Regions from separate parts of the Sus scrofa genome. Here region 2 is linked to region 1. The links are chromatin contacts, called in public Hi-C maps. All regions are on one chromosome and are shown on one strand. The core of a region is the stretch at or near the end of the contact, and the rest is flanking DNA. Distances in the headings are between cores, read along the strand shown.

What was found. Hi-C and Micro-C count contacts between places; a contact is called where the count stands out from the background.
Region 2: a contact with region 1 is called in a Hi-C map of epiblast stem cells, with 1.7 times the contacts expected there. The contact joins two enhancer-like sites. A contact is called at or near these places in 2 of 47 Hi-C or Micro-C datasets (embryonic fibroblasts and epiblast stem cells).

Annotation. Positions count from the first base shown.
Region 1 is chr7:117,757,624-117,760,323 of Sscrofa11.1, reverse strand. No RefSeq gene overlaps it. Among named protein-coding and RNA genes, the nearest start is that of PAPOLA, 83 kb to the right of the region's middle. Within about 2 kb of position 1,438, at least 18 of the 83 cell types and tissues checked have an H3K27ac peak or open chromatin away from gene starts, as enhancers often do. A contact at or near this core is called in epiblast stem cells, where this site is marked.
Region 2 is chr7:118,505,818-118,508,517 of Sscrofa11.1, reverse strand. All of the region lies in intron 3 of LOC110261732 (a long non-coding RNA gene), which reads right to left. Among named protein-coding and RNA genes, the nearest start is that of VRK1, 560 kb to the right of the region's middle. Within about 2 kb of position 1,372, at least 3 of the 83 cell types and tissues checked have an H3K27ac peak or open chromatin away from gene starts, as enhancers often do. A contact at or near this core is called in epiblast stem cells, where this site is marked.

The DNA.
Region 1 (2,700 bases), core at 189-2,688:
TCTCTTCCTGCGTGCATCTTTTTACCTCCTATTCCCTTAACACTTTAGCAACTGAAGACAACAGACCAAATGCGCCTGGGTCATGGGTTGGGGGTGTTTTTTCTTCTTCTTCTTCCTCCCCCGAGATTAAAGGGACACGGGCGCTCGCAAAGCCACACCTGAAGTGGGGAGCCCAGGTCCCTGATACTGATGAATATGTAAAGTCCTGCTTGGAGGCGCAGGCACGGTCTCTAATAAGAATGCACGAGTCAGTGTTTGAAAACAGACATTTGCATTTGCCCTGCGGTCACAGTACATGGACCATTCTTATTCAAAAATTTATTTTTCTTTTTTTTAAGGCCTGGAATTATTCCGGGCCCTCGCTCCCCACCCACACACACAGCCAGCTTTTTGTGTTCCCTTTAAACAGAAATTAAGAGAAGGGAGCCCAGAGCCCTCTAGCTGCTTCCTCTGCAGTTGTTGCACACAGGGGAGGGACCCCCCCCAAACAAGCTCCCAGATGGGGACCCCCCGCCCCGCAAAGCCTGGTTCCTGCAGATACTACTTTCATGCCCAGCGCGGTTCTCAGGTCAGAATGAAATGCAGAATTAAAAAGGGAGCAAAACAAAGGGGAAGGGAAGGTTGGGGCTCAGCAACACCCCCAAAAGGAGTCAGGGAGGGATTCACTGGCGTGGCTGGGTGCTGGCCGTGTCCGCCCGAGGCTGGCATTTCTCAGCTAGTTCTGGACAAGGTGACCAGGGCGCTGTGGTTTCTGGGGTAAAGTCCCAGGGAAAAGCGCACCCAGCTGTTCATTTTTGAAAAATAAACTTTATCACGGGGGCCTTTTCATCTCGAACCGTTCCATTGTTGGCAGTGTCTGACAGGGGGCAGGTGCCACCATTTGGGGACAAGGAACCCAGCATGAATACCCCGTCGCTCTCGCCTCTCTCCTCGGTTGCTGCTTCCCCAGCAAAGGGCGCTTGGCCTCTTCTGCTCAGAGTCCCCACCTCCAAGGCGCCCGCGCCCGCCGCGGGGATGCCATCCCCGAGGCGACGCCGACCATCCGTGCCGACCGCGCGGCCTCCCGGGACCCCGGCTCCCGTCCTCTGCGCAGCCCCCGCCGCGCCCCCTCCAACCCGGGAGGTCGGCCGAGGTCAAGTGCTGAGCCCGCCAACACCGAGTTTGTCTCCTTCCTCCTAACGTCCGAGCGCCCCGGGCTCGTCCTGAGCGCGCGGCGCCTCCTCCGGGCCCGGGAGGTGGCGCATGGGACCTGTCTTCACTTTGTCCCGGGGCGCGGCGGGGACCAGGCGGCGGGGGAAGAGGGGCGCCGTGCGGTTCTGGGCTGGGCCGAGCCGCCGGTCGCGGAGGCCACCGGCCGAAGTGCACAGGTTCCTTTGTGGCCGTCCTGGGTCCGGCGAGCCGAGCCCCCATTTCAGGGCTAACAGTGACACCTGCAGTTTAACCCGCCACATGTCACGCTGCGGGACAGCCGCCGGGGAAGGGCTGGGCCTCAGGCCACGTCCCCACCCGGGGTCCAAGGGGCCAGGCTGGCCAGAGGACCTCAGGGAGAGGGCTGGCTCTCAGCTCTCTGGGCCTGGTGAAGGATCCAGAGAGGCAGGGACCCACCTGCCACCCCCAGTTTGCAGCTCTGAGCCTCCAGAACCAAGGACTTGGGTCAGCTGCTCTCTCTCTAGCCAGAGCTCCAGCAGGCAGCCCCTGGCCACCAACCTGGGCCAGCCCAGAGCCGGGGGGTCCTTGCCAGTTGTGGGGGCCAGGGGAGCAGCAGGCCCAAGAACACCAGTTTCAGCAGCCCAACAGCCACGTATGGGAACCTGGGCTCTTTCTCACCAGCATCCTGATGGCCCGTCACTCACGTCCAACGCCCTCATTTATAGACAGGACCACAGTGCAGAAGCAGATGAGTCAAGGTCACCCAGGACTGCCAGGGACCCCTTCCTGGCATGGGCATCATGGGAAAATGCACAGGCAGCTTTCTCATAGCTTGTCCCCTCTCTGCCACTGCCCACTCTTCACACTCACACACATGCGTGCACACGTGTACACCATGTGTGTGCAATCAGCAGGTCAAGATTGTTTTGCCTCTCTGAAGCCAGGGCCAGGTCCCGAGGCTGGCTTCCACAGCCCCAGCCTGCCTTCCTCCCAAACGCACTGGATCGCAGAAGTCTGAGAGCCAGGACTCGGGGAAGTGGGAACAAAAATGAACCGACGCAAAGATTTCTTTATAACTTTTCTCAATATTCTGCTGATTGCTAGCTCAGTAGCAGATGTGGTATGCTTAATGATGCATAGACAAGAAGCAGCCCCTAATCCCTAAATGAACTTCTTATCTCTAAATATATACAGGGCAAGCTATATAAACTCCATCGAGCCCCTCTGCCATCCCTCCCAGCTACCCGAATCGGGGACTGGAAGGAGAGAATGGGCGCTTAGGAGACCCAGCAGGGGTACATGGAGGACTGGGAGAAGAGGGTGGCCACCTCCGTGTGACCCAACTGTCCCTGGCCCGGGCAGCCCAGCTGCCTCTCCTTTCCCAGGGGAGAATCTGAGGGGCTCCCGCTCCAGGAGTCTCCAGCGTCGGCTGCAGCAACAGCCACCAAATCTGCACCAGCTAACACTCCATCCAGTTAGTTGCTTCCCATTAAAGGTACCAAACAAGGATCTCCTGCTGTAGGATGGGCGTCAGCAGCATCTTGGGAGTGC
Region 2 (2,700 bases), core at 123-2,622, 750 kb before region 1:
TGACTGCAACTTTGACTATAACCTGCTGATTTAATGACTCACGCTAAGTTTCAGGAGTGCGGGCTGCAGTCTTAATTACGCAAACGTGGCCGCGCTCCTGATATTAATAACAGCTAGCATAAATATCAGGACTTGACAGAAACAAGTAATTAAAGCAGGAAAGACGCTCGAGTCAGTGGGCCCAACGGATGCTCTAAATGGAAGGATGGTTCCTGATTTCATCACTTTACCAAATTCTGCTTCCATAGTAAACAATGTTTGGGGGCGGGGGAGTTTTAATTTTTAAGTTGGGACGAGGGTGCTGGTACTCAAAATGACAAGGCATTAAAATGTAGCTTAGTGTTTGCAGGTAATGGCAAAAATGTCTGGGCAGGAGAGCGACCCAGGCAGGGATATCTGTGACGGTGGTTTAATTTGTTGTCCTGCCTGGTCTGACATGCGGTGAGGGCTGCCAAGGAGAGGGACGAGGGCTCCTGAGAGCCTGCCTATGCTGTGTGCGTCCTGGGTCCCTTCATGGCTGCGTGGTCCTGGGGCATGTCCTTGTTGTCGTGGCTCTGCTCCTCTGCAAGGGCATCCATGTGCCTAAAACTTGCTGTGGGCTTGCCCACAGGAGAGGGGTCACGATGCAAAACCCCTTCCTGCCCTGCATCCCCGTCCTAATGGAAGGAGTAGCAAGAGTCTGTTATTCCCTATCACGTGTGCTACTTCGGCAGGTAGCCCTCTGCAAAAAATCAAGTCGATTTCATTTGCAAGCATTTTTTGCATCTATAGAACTAAGATGAACACTTTGATGCCTGGCAATCTCTGATGGGCATTGGGTGCAGGGCACCACCAGGGTAATTCTAGCCCCATGATGCTTTTCTCTGTCAAGCTCCAGAACTTTCTTTCAGAGGGAAAAAAATAAATAAAGCATAACTCACCAATCTGCAGGTCTTCTTTCCCTAACCTAACAACATTTCCAAAAGAAAACCAAAATCCTCAATGGCTCCGAGGTTTAACAGCCAGGCCTGTTACCTGGTGGGACATCTCTTGTGACAGAGCCATCGTGGAAAAGCTGCTGAGAAATTCCAGTCGCCGAATGTGAATTAGCTGACAGACAATTCCTGTTAAGTTTCTGTTTTTCAATCAGGGAAGCTATGACTGGGTCTGATCACTTTCTAGGGAAATTGTATGTGTACGTGTGAGTGTGTGTGTGTGTGTGTGTAACAGGAGTCTGGTTTCTGATCTTGGTATTGGAAGGACAGGGCCTTGGTTTAGAGCAGAAATGACCCATCCTTGCATTTTGCCCCCATGGCTGCCACGGACCTCAGCCTACAGCCCAAGGCGCCTCCTTACAAAGCCCGTAGGCTCTCAGCAGCTTATTGGTATGCTAATGCCCAGAGCTGCCTCAATTTGCAATTCCACCCTAGAAATGGTATTCAGATTTCCGCATCCCTTCGAAGAATGTGGATGCCGGATTTTTTTTTCCCTGCTTGCGGTCAGACAGGTAAAATAAACTTAGCTCAGTGACAGAAGATCGCATCCCTGAGGCCTTCTTTGGTCTATTCAGAAAAGCAGGAGAAATACGGATATTTCAAAAAATCAGGAAGGGGGTGGGGGGAGAAGGCCAGATTCCTTTTACAAACTGTGGTTCTCAGTTCTTAACCTTCCACTCTTTGTCTACACCTAAGGAGACTCAATCTCAACATCTTGACTTAGCCCTGGGGGGGCCCAGGCTCCCTCTTTGCTTATTAGCATTGGGGGAGGGCTCCCTCTTTGCTTATTAGCATTGGGGGTCTCCCCCTTTGCTTAAGATAACCCCCTCTCTTTGCATTTGAAAAATAAATGTAAAGTTTACCTTGGGAACAAATGATTAATGAAGTGTTTTCAGTGTCTCCCAGCTGTTCAGCATAATAGAAGAATAATTTGATGTTTGGGGTCCTTAAGCCATTTGATGACAATTGATTTTTTTTTTTTTTTGGAGGGGCTATGGGGGTAAGGTGATTAAAGGGTTAATATTCAAATCAGAAATTTGCAAGGCCTGCATAATGGGAGCGCCACCCTCATAACAATAGGAATTTTTAACAATATCCAGCCTTGTTAGCAAGAGAGTTACATGCATTGAGGGCAATCAGTGTGTCTTGTCAGTTTCTTTTTATCTACCATCTCCAACCGCCGAGGAGCCGAAATGAAGCACTTTGGAATTATCAATTTCAGCCACATTTGCATAACAAAGCCCCCGAGGAAGAGGCATGATAAATGTGAAGGACCCCTCTTGGAAAAGGAACTGTCAGCCGCGCCCCGAAACATTCTCCGACCAAGCGCATTCTCCGGGACTGCAGTCAGCGAAAATAAAATGAAAGCATTAAAGAAAGTCATTCTCTCAGAGAGAAAAATCTCCCCCTCTGCACAGAGAGAACTGGATGAAATGACATTATGCATATGAAAATGTCCAGAAAGATGTTTGATTTATGTATGCATTAGATGCAAATTCCATTACGGTGCGCGCGCTGTTGTGTGATTTGGCGCTGAACACATCAGCGCCCTGATCAGATCTGATCTCATTAATTCCGACAAGGAGAGAGAGAGGGAATTGAGAAGAATTTATGGCCTGGACACTTGAAAGAAGTAAATTGTAATTCTGTTTAAAGCTGTAGCGAACCTTTTAAACACCTTTTATTATGGGAAAGAAGCACTCACTTTTATAACACTGTAAGGACT